Regions from separate parts of the Sus scrofa genome. Here region 1 is linked to region 2. Evidence: chromatin contacts called from public HiChIP or PLAC-seq data. All regions are on one chromosome and are shown on one strand. The core of a region is the stretch at or near the end of the contact, and the rest is flanking DNA. Distances in the headings are between cores, read along the strand shown. Region 1 holds the start of CCNG1 (cyclin G1). Region 2 holds the start of MAT2B (methionine adenosyltransferase 2B).

Evidence for each region. HiChIP or PLAC-seq counts read pairs in DNA pulled down with a chosen protein or histone mark.
Region 1: an H3K27ac HiChIP or PLAC-seq map of alveolar macrophages shows a contact between it and region 2. The contact joins the promoter of CCNG1 here to the promoter of MAT2B in region 2. A contact is called at or near these places in 1 of 5 promoter capture datasets (liver), 7 of 47 Hi-C or Micro-C datasets (fetal heart ventricle, fibroblasts, heart right ventricle and 3 more) and 2 of 2 datasets of contacts at active chromatin or transcription factors (alveolar macrophages and skeletal muscle).

The regions. Positions count from the first base shown.
Region 1 is chr16:60,352,783-60,359,739 of Sscrofa11.1, reverse strand. CCNG1 (cyclin G1) reads left to right here and starts at 3,003. Exons shown (of 7, transcript NM_001031781.2): 1 at 3,003-3,213; 2 at 4,258-4,521; 3 at 6,477-6,730. The coding sequence starts at 4,258.
Region 2 is chr16:60,268,769-60,275,498 of Sscrofa11.1, reverse strand. It overlaps MAT2B (methionine adenosyltransferase 2B), which reads left to right and starts at 3,856. Exons shown (of 7, transcript NM_001142832.1): 1 at 3,856-3,947. The coding sequence starts at 3,885.

The DNA.
Region 1 (6,957 bases), core at 1,754-4,253, 85 kb before region 2:
CCTCACCACAGTTGGACAAGCCTACATCCAAAAGTTCTGGACATTTGTCAGGGAGTGTCGACAGGGGGTGAGGGGCAAAGACTCCTCCAGTCTCCAGGATGAAAACTGAACCAATGAGGAATATCCCTGAGTCAGGGCAGCATTTGACAAGTCACCACTGTTACACCTACTTGTTATAAATGTTGCTGCTTAAGGCACTTCTATAGTCTACAATGTAGAGAATATGATTAAACTTTCCTCTCACAGCCTGGGATTCTTGCCCACTCTTAAGGCCATTAGTCTGAGCTTGGGTTCTTACTGCATTTAACTATTGATGAAAAACATAGTATGAAGATGACAGGTTAATATGGGCCTAGAAAATACCCTAAAAGTCAGTCATTTGAAAGATTCCTAGTAGAGATGCATTACTAAATCTACACATCTTTAAAAATAAAGTCATAGTTAAGGAAAGGCTCATTTTCTTTCTTTTACAATAGCACATAATTGAGTCTTATATTTGCCCATTTTGCTAATTAGAATTTTTAAATTATTTAAATCATAGTCTGTGTTCCAGAATTACAGAATAAAAATGACAGTGGAGATGAGGGAAAGGAGAAAATGTAAAAAAAAAAATCCATTTGACTTGACTTATATTTAATCAATGTTTCTTCAATACTATCGAAATAATTTTTTATACAAGGAATTTCAGATTTTAATAAAAAGTAATTATAAGATCCTAATATGAGAAAATATTTTTATTACATAAACAATGATATAATACCTAAAGCTGCATGTGAAACTTTTAAGTATAAATAAGACATAGAAATTAATATATGCAAATTAGATACTTTTATTAGCATTAAATAAACAATTCTAATACTCTCATTCTAGGCTGAGAACAGAAGACTAAGTCTTACAGTCGATAAAACAGAATCAAATGTACGTTTAAGCAAGGCATTTCAAAAGAAATGTTAGTAATTTAAAATAAAGGCTACCACTTAGACTGTGCTCTGGGCACAATGCCTACCTCCTTATGTATTTTGCATTATTTAATCCTCTCAATAGCCCTATGAGTAAGGTGCTTTTACTTCCTATTATTAAGAAAAGAAAATGGAAACTCAATGTGATTAAAAACTTGCAATGTGATTAAAAAGTCACATACCTGTAATTTGAAAATAAGTCAGTTTTATCCCCAAATCTATGTATTTATATTGTCCACAAGACCACATGTTCCACAAGAACAGGAACCAGTATATTCTGTCCTCCACTGGCACATATTATGTGTTCAACAAATAATAATGAAAGAATGCATATGTATATATGTGTATTCCTAATTTCTTTACTAAATTTTTTCCTTTGTTACTAAAGGAGAAATGTGTACATTTATAAACTCACACATTATTGGAAAAAGAACTTTTTAAGAGTTCCTGCTATGGCGAGCAATGGGTTAAGGATCTGGTGGTGTCACTGTAGTGGTTGGCTCAGGTTGCTGCTCTGCTGAGGTTTCCATGCCCTGCCTGGGAACCTTCAGGGCCGGCAAAGGCTGGCCGAAAAAACCAAAAAACCAAAACAAACAAAAACCTTTTTAAACGTTTTAAATTACCTATTTATATTCATTATGTCAGTTTATTTTCAAGGATGACCAAAGCCCTTTCCCCATCCAAACTGACCTGGTGATATGGCTGAGGTATTAACTTTTTCCCTCTGGTTTTCCCTTCCTCCTTCCTTTCCCTCACTTCCCGGACTCTGCACCCATTATGGGGCTCAGGTCTCATCACTGCCTCAGGGCAGCACTCTGCTGGGCAAACAGCAAATCTTCAAGATTTTCATTTTTTGTTTCTTTGACCCCTGCCTCTCATCACCGCATGCCAAAGTTCTAGGTCCAGGAATCCAACCCCCTTGTTACAGCAGCGACAATGCAGGATCCTTAGGTCCTTAACCCACTCTGCAACCAAGGGAACTCCAAGATGTTCATATTTCAAAGCCCAGGTAGCCACCCACCAGGAGGAGGCCATGAGAACAGAGATACCATAGTACAGTCCATAACAACTGATAACCAACTGGCTCACCAATCCTCCGGCTCGTTTAATATACACCCTTCACATTTGTGACAAAAGTAAAAGGGAAGGAGTCCAGGAAGGCTTCAAGCTAACTATTTTTATACTAACCTGGCAGAAGCTCCCAATCAGAGATTAGGTTCATGGCAGCAAATAAAAAGAACGCATTGCTTCACACACAGCTCTGTGGGCTGAGCTTCACAGTCACTACAATTATTATTGTATACATATTCTTTTTTAGAGCCAACCACAGACCTTTCATTTTAAGCCGTTTAAGAATTACCAACTTTTCTATTTCTAATTTGTTCAAAAATCAAATTCATGAATTGAGCGAAGACCAAGAATTCACACAGCCAAACTCCGCTGTTTGATAAATTTTACAAAAAGCAAAGGCAAGGAAGAAGTGATTTCCAGAGTTCATGAGGAGAAACTTGGAAATTTAATAAACTATACCACAGAAAATCCACCACGCTCTATCTGTAATGACAAACAAGAACTTCACTTTTCTTCTCTTTTCTTTTTTTTTTTTTAACTAGGCACTATATTTTTAGAAAGAGAAGGCAAAACCACTGAACTGAACCGAATGGAACAAAAACTCCCAGTACCTTCTGGAATAATATTCCAGCCAAAACGCCTGCCAGCAGAGGCCTTACCCGGGCCTGGGTTTGTGCGCGCAGCGTTTAACTGCCCCTCCTCTTCATTGAAGAGACTTGGGGAAATCCTCCAATGAGAGACTCTTAGAGGTAGGGGGTGTGGCTTCAAGGGGCGGAGAACTTGACTCCAGAATAATAGCGGAAAGTGTAGTGTGTGCCGATTGGCGGGACTTATTCCCCATGAACCTGTCCTGTTTGGCCCACTGGAGGCATCCATCAAAAGAAGTACACCAATCATCGGCGAAGATGTCCTCCCACCGCCGCGAGAAAGCCCCGCCCTCCAATATATTACTCAGGAGGGCGGTCGCGGGCCCTTCGGCTCCGAGCTGACCCTGCGAAGGGCAGTGTTGGCTCCGCAGCGCTGCGGAGACCTCCACCTAGGACGGTTTCCCCTCCCCGGGCCTCTCCCCTCTTTCCCGCGATTCTCCTCGCCTCGTAGGCTTCTCGGATCTAATATCGTGGGGTGAGGTGAGAGCAGGCCCGGGGAGGGTGGTTACCGCTGAGGAGCTGCAGTCGCGATCAAGGTGAGCTGGGATTTCCAGGTTAACCTGGGGGTGCGGGCAGGGAGCAGGGTTAGAGACGCGGGGTGAGGGGAAAGTCCTGCGCCCTTTTCCTCGGTTAACTCTCCAGAGTAACAAGTTCAGGCTAGTCCGTGCCTGGAGGGGCGGGGCCAGATCCGACCTCCTAAGGCGTCTTAGTGTCAGGTCGGCCCTGTCCCAGGCACTAACCCTGGGGCGAAAGAGGTGGACCCAAGAAGTTAGTGGTTCCACATCTGCCCACCACTTCCGTCGCCCAACCCTAAAGATCCCCTGCCTTCCTGTCTATTGGTTGTTGGTGGGAGGAACCAACAGTGTATCCTGGGCTTAAGCCTGTGCCTGGGACCTAGTAGAAGTTCTTTACTATCTTAAATTAATGAACCCCCCAGGCTCCCCTTGCAGGCTGCGAAAGCCTCCTGCCCCCACTGCGTGCTTCCATAACGCCCTTTAAGCTTTCTTTCCTAGCACCAATAAAAGTTAACAATTCTTGAGCACTGTGTGCCGAGCTCTATACGTTAAACTCTAGTTCAATCATGTTTAATCTTCACAGCCATTCAACGAGGCAGATTTACGGCTAGAAATAAGCTCAATTTCATTGTCCAGTGTTTATCAGGCACCTACTATGTGTGCTATGTACATATGTACCTAGGGGATCTCATTTATTCCACACAAGTCTATGAAGTAGGTAATAACCTCATACTCTTTACATATCAGGGACTAAGGACTAAGAAAAATTTCCCATTGCTCATAAATGGCCGGATAGCTACTGCTATATAATTTCAAACTTTGGGCATAAAGATTTGCTTTTTTTTTTCCTTTAAAAAAGCATGGCTACTGCCCTCTAGGAACTCCGCAATTTAGGATGTGACCAACTGGTTGGGGAGGGAGGGAATAACAGATGGCGCTTTGCCTCGACTTAGATTCACTAATAGCATTGAGGGAGGGGAGACTTGTGTTAGGATGCACTTAGCACAACACAAGGCAGGAAGGCCCCGTTCTTTCACTCCTTTCTGGGCTTTGTTCTATATATAGATGATAGAAGTACCAACAACAACTGACTCTCAGAAACTGCTACACCAGCTGAATGCCCTGTTGGAACAGGAGTCGAGATGTCAGCCAAAGGTCTGCGGCTTGAGACTAATTGAGTCTGCACACGATAATGGCCTTAGGATGACTGCAAGACTGAGGGACTTTGAAGTAAAAGATCTTCTTAGTTTAACTCAGTTCTTTGGCTTTGACACCGAGACATTTTCTCTAGCTGTGAATTTACTGGACAGATTCCTGTCCAAAATGAAGGTACGTTTAAAGCTACATTACCCTGAGTATTTCCTGGTTTTCCTCAGTGATTTTGGAGATAGTATTGCTAGGTTTGGGGAGTATTCATAAACTTGACCTTTTTTGTTTTCAGGAAGTAGCCAAAACATGTGTACTACAGCATTGATAAATATTCTTCCTTTTAATCAAGAGTAATGCATCATTTATTAGACTTCTGACATTGAAAAATATTCTAATATCTGGAATTCTGTCATGGCTCAGTGGCTAACGAATCCGACTAGGAATCGTGAGGTTGTGGGTTGGATCCCTGGCCTTGCTCAGGGGTTAAGGATCCGGTGTTGGCGTGAGCTGTGGTGTAGGTCACAGATGTGGCTGTGGCTCTGGCATAGGCCGGTGGCTACAGCTCCGATTAGACCCCTAGCCTGGGAATCTACATATGCCGTGGGTGCGGCCATAGAAAAGACAAAAAAACAAAAGAAAAAGAAAATATTCTAATGTCTGGAGTTCTCTAGTGGCCCAGAGGGTTAAGGACATGGCATTGTCACAGCGTTTCCAAGTAGGAGAGTTGGCTGTGAGCCTTTTTGGTAGATTGTGTATTTTCTTTTTACTCTTGTTTTTTAAAGAAATATGTTAGAGCCAGAATGCTAGATTGTGAGTTAAGAATTAGAATAAGGAGTTCCTTCTGTGGTGCAGTGATTTAAGAATCTAACTGCAGCAGCTCAGGTCACTGTAGAGGTGTGGGTTCAATCCCCCGCCAGGTGCAGTGGGTTAAGGATCCCTAGTTGCCACAGCTGTAGCATAGGTCACAGCCATGACTCAGATTCAGTCCCTGGCTGGGAAGCTTCCATGTGCTATGTGTGCAGCCATTAAAAAAAAATTATACTTCTTTTGTTGATGCTCTCCACCAAGTCAATGAAGTTTATTTCTTAATCTCTATTCATATATGGTAAAGTTCTAATTGTTTTAGCCTTAATCTACTCAAGTCCAGCTTATGGTTGGCATTTCCAGCTTAAGTTTGCATATAGTAGAATTTTCTGAATGAGCATATATATTAATGTTTCCATATATTATATATTTATTTCCCTATAGTGGATAGGCAGGACATCCGTGTAGCTTTCAGAGTTTAAAAATACATCTGACTTCTGTGTGTCCATGGTCATTGGTGGATGAAAGAATGTGACAGTGAAAATGAAACTCGTCTTTTTAGTCCTCACTACCTAACAAAATGCATCATATATGGAAAGAACTTGGTGTTTGTTGAGTTAAATGGTTCAAGAAACTTGTTCAATAGACTGATTAAACATCTCTTTAGACACCATGTGCAGGCACTACCATTTTAACTCTATAAATGTTGCACAGATGAATGACATTCACTTGTCCCTTAAGCATATTATACTCCTAGTGGGAATAATGTTTGTACTATCCTACAGTACAAGGAATATTAAGAAAATAAAGTTTCAGTTGAGCTGGAACTTAAAGTGAATAGAATTTTGAGTGACAAATTTTGATTGTAGACATTCAGAAAATGATAAAAAGATTTGTAGTGAATAGAGGTTTACAGGCAGAGTAAAGAATATCTACTGAAGTATTTACAAACATTTTTTACTGTAACTACAGAAGAAAACAGACTGAAAAAAATGCAACATTCTGGAAAGAAATTTTGTGCATAAGCTGTCTTCATATAAGCCTTTGATCAGATAATTTGGTCCAACTAGAATACAGTACTTATAGTTCTAAACAAACCAAAAAAAGTTAAGCCGAACATTGTATTGAAACTTAGTCCATTTACTCAAAAATTGGTTCCAAATGTGTACATGTGGTTCAGAGGCACCAGCGGATCACGTTAAATCCGTCACAGCTGAGAAATAAACTCAGCAATACATTTTTGAAGTGATGGGTCTGAGTTCTAGATTATCCTTTACGTTTTTTTTTTTTAACTGAAATAAGGTAAAGATGTAGACTTACTGTCTTTTTAGGTACAGCCCAAGCACCTTGGGTGTGTTGGACTGAGCTGCTTCTATTTGGCTGTAAAATCATTAGAGGAGGAAAGGAATGTCCCACTGGCAACTGATTTGATCCGAATAAGCCAGTATAGATTCACGGTTTCAGACTTGATGAGAATGGAAAAGATTGTGTTGGAGAAGGTGTGTTGGAAAGTCAAAGCTACTACTGCCTTTCAATTTCTACAACTCTATTATTCACTCCTTCAAGAGAGCTTGCCATATGAAAGGTATGTGATCTTTGTTTTTAACAAAAGAGATTTGAAAATCAGAATGGTATTGTCTGGGTGTTACATAAAAATCAGTATCCTGGGAGAATTCCCATCAAATTAAGTAAAATGACAGCTGAGCTCCTTGAATTTCACTTCATTCTCCAGCAGAAGTGAGAAGACTTTCAGTCAAAAGTAGCTGCTTGAAGTCTGTGAAGGCTAATTCTTGAGATTAAAAGACATTTCAA
Region 2 (6,730 bases), core at 2,607-5,106:
ATTTTTTTTTTTTTTTGTCTTTTTGCCATTTCTTGGGCCACTCAGGCTAGGGGTCGAATTGGAGCTGTAGCCACTGGTCTATACCAGAGCCACAGCAACATGGGATCTGAGGTGTGTCTGCGACTTACACCACAGCTCATGGCAACACCAGATCCTTAGCCCACTAAGCAAGGGCAGGGACCAAACCTGAAACCTCATGGTTCCTAGTCGGATTCATTAACCACTGCGCCACAACGGGAACTCTGAAAACTCTTGAGTTTTAAGAGTTCTTACGTATTCTGAATATAAGTCCTTTTCAGATATATATATATATATATATATATATATATATATATATATCAAGATTATTTTTCCCAGTCTGTTTTATTTCTTCAATACTGTCTTCTGATGATCAGATATTTAAATTTTGATCAATTATGTGTATGTATATATAACATATATATGTTATATATTTTTTTGGGGGGCTGCACCTGTGGCATGTGGAAATTCCTGAGCTAGGGACTGAATCCGAGCCACTGCGGTGACACCAGATACTTAACCTGCTGAGCCTCATGGCAACTTCTAATGAATTTTAATTTATCAGATTTAAAAAAACTGTATTTTCTTAATCACTGACAGACCCTCTGCACGTGTCATAGTTCAACTACGTGCTCTGTACTTGAACTGGGTAAAATATAAAAAGTTAACTGATTTTTTTTACGCTCTATTTGAATGGCAATTTTTTGGTGGTTGTTCTTAAATTGTTACAGAGCGTCAATGCAGTGGTTCAAAATTTAACTGAGCATATTCATCACATTTTAAATCGTTAACAGTAGGATTGCTAGGTTCCATTCCTACAGAGCGATTTTTTTCCTGCTGTGCTGGCAGCTCCGGGCAGCTCATTGGTCTAGTAGTCCTTAATGCTCTGCCAAACTTGAGGCTACTCCATTTATCATTTCCTCAAACAGAGGGCAGGGCACTGTTAATGGAAAAAACCTATCAAGATTTAATTTTTGGTGCTGTTACTACCAGTGTGTTTTTACCATCCTTTCAAATAGTTAATTAGAAAGCCCTGGGGGGAAAGCACTGGAGACCTTTACCAAGAGGATTCTGTTGTAATAAACCATAACTCAATAAAATATTTCACAACAGGAATCAGTTGCATTGTCTGGGGTGCTTTCCAAAGACAGGCTCTTGCTTTTTTTTGCAAAAGAAAACTGCAACAAGTCTTCACAGACTTGTTGTATCTTTATTCCTTAAAAGAAAAAAAAAAAGTTGGTTCTCCTAATGGTTTTGATAATGGGCTCTCACTTGGCTGGCAATAAAACATGAAACTTCTCATTGGGTATTTTCAAGACTGCCACGGGGAATCAGCTGCCAGTTTACTGCAATGTGGAAAACTGCACGAGATTCTGGGATCGGACTCAAAATGCTAATTTCAAAGGTCGAATGAAGCTGTGGCTCACGTTTTCGTGTGCCTGAGCTCTCAGCAAGCAGAAGAACAAAGACCCAGCTCGAGAAGGCAGAGGCAGAGACCCATCTCAAATCTTTTTTCCTGAGATAATTTTGGAATCATGCCTGAAATGCCGGAGAATATGGAACAGGTAAGAGCTAGCTATTCAAGAAAAGAAGCATTCTGGAGTTAGAGTTTCCTTAAAAGCACCCCAATGAACAAATGATAAAAACCGAAAGGGTGTGTGAAAAAACAGAAATGAGTGTCATTCCTTTCTTTAAAACATCACTTTGGGACTTGACTTGGAAGAATGAAGTAGCTAATTATTAACCCTGTATGGAGAGTTCAGCTAAGTCTCCATTAAAAAAAAAAAAAAATCCCAAACAACAGTAGTTTCATTTACCAGATTAATGCAATGCTGTAGGTGAAAGTTATATATAAATAACGATTTTATCTTTCTTTGTTTTGGCATGGATTGAATCTGCTAACCTAAACTTTATCTCCAGATTACTCTTTTTAAATTTATAGTTTTAGCCACTAAGTGAACTTGGATATTGTCTGTATAATAATAGCGTTTTTATTTACACTGAAATTTCCATTTTTATAAAGAATGATTAAAACCCATATACGAGCATATGCCCCTAGGGATCATACCCAAGGTTCCCCTGGCGAGTATCATATCAGATTCTCAAATTTAGGCAAGTAAATTCCTTTATTCCTCTAGATAAGTCTGCTCTGAGAATCAAAATGCTAATTGCATATGCATATCCTTAAATCGTCTTCACGTTGAACAATCAATTTTTTTTTCTTTTGTAGAGATTATAACGCATCACTGTAAACTTTACAAAAAATCCTCAGTTTTTAAAGAGAGGAGGATCGGGAGAATCTTGAATCCCTCCCCCCAGTACCACCGACACCTTTTCTTTGTTGCAGATTATGCGCGGTTACTGTTGGGGCAGTCCTCTCTAGGACTCTTAACAGTGCTAATTGATTTATAGCCGGGATTGAAACAAAAATTGTAAAGTGTTGGGGGGGCCTCAGGCTCTCCTGCTATTGTTCCAAAGAAACCTGATGCTTACACAAATAAGGAAATGAGTTCTTGTGGGGGTTGGGTAGGAAAGAAAGTCACGGGACTGAGACGTGGAAAAACTTTTTTTAAAGGCTGCTTGCCTAGTGTTCAGCTGGAAGATGAAACCAAAAAAAGCTTTTATGCAATTAACGTCGTTTTAGAAGAATCCAAGCAGTAATCAACATTTCTGGGCGACTTTTATTAGAGTCTCTGTCTTCTGTGTGTCTGGACAAAAACACTCAGACTGTTCAGTGGAAAGCTGGTGAACCCTACACGGTCCATGCTCGGATTTTTTCTGAGTAAATTTCACCGGCATCCCGGCTGGCATGGGACGTTTTGGTTTTAAACTGAAAGAAAATACGGTTGCGTGCTAGGTCAGCTTCAATGCTTAGGGCTGTTTTAATTTGTTACTTTAAAAAAAAAAAAAAAGGGTGATACAGGTGGTAGAAGATCCGTTGGTCTTTTTCCCCTTTGGTTCCTTTCATTTTCCGAGGTAGCAGAGGCGCCGCTGTGTAGCCAAATGCTGCAGCCTGTAAGGCGGTGCTTCTCAAAGGGTGGTCTTGACTCCAGTTATATCCCCTAAAATGTGGAGCCCCAGGCTCTAGTTCCACAGCTCATACTGAAGTTATTGGTAAAGTACGAGAACGTACGTTTTAAAGTGGCACCCAAACAATTCACCCCCAGACTCCCACACCTTTTTATTTTTAACTAGTTAAAAATAGTTTGCCATTTTTGGAATTTCACACGTACTACCTTTGTGCATCCCAGAAAGACAAATGGGTTCTTCAGAGGCTGATGACTCAGATGTCAACACATTTATTTTTACTCCTCTCTTTATAAAATCTCTCTCTCAAAAACAAAGATCCCTCATTGCTCTAGGGATACATGTCCAATTGTGCTTCCTCTTCCCTTGCCTCATCCCTCCTACCATATCTTTAAAATGTTTTGTTCCACTTTATGTTTTACGTGCCCAGTTAATCCTTATGCACTGCGCACAGTCTACAAACTTGGAAGTCCAGGCGATCCAATTCAATTCTTACCTAGTCGAAAAGGGAAAACTAAATAAACATCCCCAGTTCCTCCTCCCAGCCCGCAAACAAAACTCAAGAGTCCCGGTTTAAAGCTGAGGCCTTTGTTTCAGGTAGCCCTTTAAGAGTCGGCGCGTGGGCTGGGAGCGTCCTGAGCGCGCCCGCCCCCTTTTTGGGGCGTCGGTGGAGCGTGGCCAATCAAGAGTGTCGGTCTTGGCGGCGGAAGCCGGAAGCGGTGGGAGGGGGCCGGCCCGGACCAGGGGAGGCGGGCCTAGGGCGTTGGAGCTGCGGCTTACGGCGTTCTTGGGCTGGAGGAAGTGGCGGACGCTGCGGCGGCGTCGCCAAGACGGCGGGCATGGTGGGGCGGGAGAAGGAGCTCTCTATCCACTTTGTTCCCGGGAACTGCCAGTTAGTGGAGGTGAGGGAATCGGCCCCGGGTCTGGAGGCGGGGTGGGGGGGGGGGACGTCTCGTGGGAACCGAGTGAGCGGAGGGGGACGAATCTGGTGGTGGGGCTGGAGTACTTTTCCAGACGCATTCAGTCGGAGCTGAGGCCCCGGGAGGCTGGGGCGGCGCCGCCGAGTTTGTTTATCTCGGTTTCTGTGTCTTTTCTTAGCAGCTGCGACAGGATAAGTTGAATTTCATTTTCAAGTTTCCTGTCTCCCCTCCCAGGAACGAAGAGGGGTTTTCGGAGATGTTTCGGTTTTGATTTTTTTTTTTTAATCTTTTTTGTTTTTATTCTCCGATTTTAATTCCTATCTCTGAAAAGGGGCCGGGTGGCCTTTCAGAAATAGGAACAGGATTGGAGATGAAGAGTGAGTTCTTAGTTTAAAAACATACAACTATATTATGCACTTTACGTACATTATTTACTTTAATCCTTATAACTGTGAGTTTCTAGTTTTGCTCCATTTTACAGGTAGGAAAACTTGGGGCTTAGAGGGCGAGTACTTGGCCCAAGTGCATTTAGTACGGTTGCATCCGGAATTCAAATACAGGTCTGTTTCCCAAGCTTTGAACCATTGCGGAGGTTGCATAAACGAAAGCTGTTAACTGTGTTTGGAGAGCCCCCTTCTCTACCGTTTCATTCCACGCCCCCCAGCATACACCAGTTCACAGAATATATCTAGCTCTGGGAATAAAGAGATTATTAATGCCCAGATCGATATGTCTTAGAAGGTTCAGGTGAAGGCTATCTCTGATAATGCAAAATTTTTACGCTTCCGGAATGTAGCATATTTAGTGTTTTCAAATCACTTTGGGACTTAGGGGGTAGAGTTAGGGTAGATAGCCTATTTTAAACCTCGATATTGTTTCTGTGTATCCCAAGCAATGCTGAGTAGTAACATTACATATCGTTTATGTGCATTCTCGCATATGAATGTATATGTGTGTATGTAAAGCTTGATAAGTTCTCACAGTAGGGGTTCAGTAGACCAGTGAAAATGGATTTTCCTTCGTTAAAATTGTAGCCAAAACTTGATGTATTTTTGCTGCTCTCAAAACCTATAAAATTGAACCTCACTCGTGAGAATGAAGACGAAGTTTATGTTAGAGAATGAGATGTAGTGGTTACTGGTAATAATACTATTTGTAGGGTACAGAAGGGTGACAGTGGATGTTAGACTGGTGTCACCTAGGTATCTTAAAAAGTTTCTTAAAGTCCAGGAGTATTTATTCAAAGATCTTTCTCAAGGGGGAGGGTTGTGAGAAAGAAATCAATGTGAAACTTTGCCACATTTAAGAGCTTCTAAAAATAGCCAAGTATAATTGTGTTTGCAACTAAAATTTAAGATTTCCTCTTTAGATAATTAGTGAAGTTTCACTCTTGACCTTTTCTAGGACTTTTTTTTTTTTTGTCTTTTTGCCATTTCTTGGGCCGCTCCGGTGGCATATAGAGGTTCCCAGGCTAGGGGTCGAATAGGAGCTGGAGCCACAGCAACTCGGGATCTGGGCCTGGTCTCTAACCTACACCACAGCTCACGGCAACGCTGGATCCTTAACCCACCGAGCAAGGCCAGGGATGGAACCTGCAACCTCATGGTTCCTAGTCAGATTCCTTAACCACTGAGCCACGACAGGAACCCCCCCTTTTTTTTTGTCTTTTTAGGGTGACACCAGCACATTTGGAAGTTCCCAGGCTCAGGTTTGACTCTGAGCTACAGCTGCTGGCCTGTGCCACAGCCACAGCAATGCCCAGATCCAAGCCATGTCTGCAACCTACACCACAGCTAACAGCAAAGCTGGATCCTTAACTCACTGAGTGAGGCTCACTTCCTCATGAATACTAGTCGCCACAATGGGAACTCCTTTGGGATACTTTTAGTAGAAGTTAACCCACATGTGCTAAAGTAGAAGTCACTGTCCCAGAGGACTTGTTGAACCATCTTGAAAGAACCATTTATCTCCTATTAAGTTTACAATTTGGTATTATTCCGTGTACACGTCTCCCATTATGTGTATGACTTCGTAGCATAAGAGCTACAGCTCTCTATTTATATATATTTGGTTTTTCAAGGGTTTTTTTTGGGGTGGGGGGCCTTTTTTGGTTTTTTTTTTGTCTTTTCTAGGACCGCTGCTGCGGCACATGGAGGTTCCCAGGCTAGGGGTCTAATCGGAGCTGTAGCCACTGGTGTACGCTAGAGCCACAGCAGTGCAGGATCTGAGCCCTGTCTTCGGCCTACACCACAGCTCACGGCAATGCTGGATCCTTAACCCACCGAACAAGGCTAGGGATCAAACCCGAAACCTCATGGTTCCTAGTGGGATTCGTTAACCACTGAGCCACGACGGGAACTCAAGTTTTTTTTTTTTTTTTTTAAATCTTTTTAGGGCTCTATTTGCGGCATGTGGAGGGAGTTTCCCAGGCTAGGGGTCAAATCGGAGCTATGTTGCCGGCCTACACTACAGCCACAGCCCAGCCACGTGGGATCTGACCTACACCACAGCTCACTGGCAAGGCCAGATCCTAAACCCACTGAGCAAGGCCAGGGATCAAACACTTAGCCTCATGGATACTAGTTAGCTTCCTTAGCCACTGAGCCACGAAGGGAACTCCTATTCCTTCCTTTGAATGAAGGAAAGTGAGAAACTCAGGAAACCAGATCACAGCTCTTTTATAGCATTTTCCCAGGAATCTTTTTGGTATTTAACTTGTGTAAATTGTTTTCTGATTATATCTCTACTAGACTTGGCATGTTTTA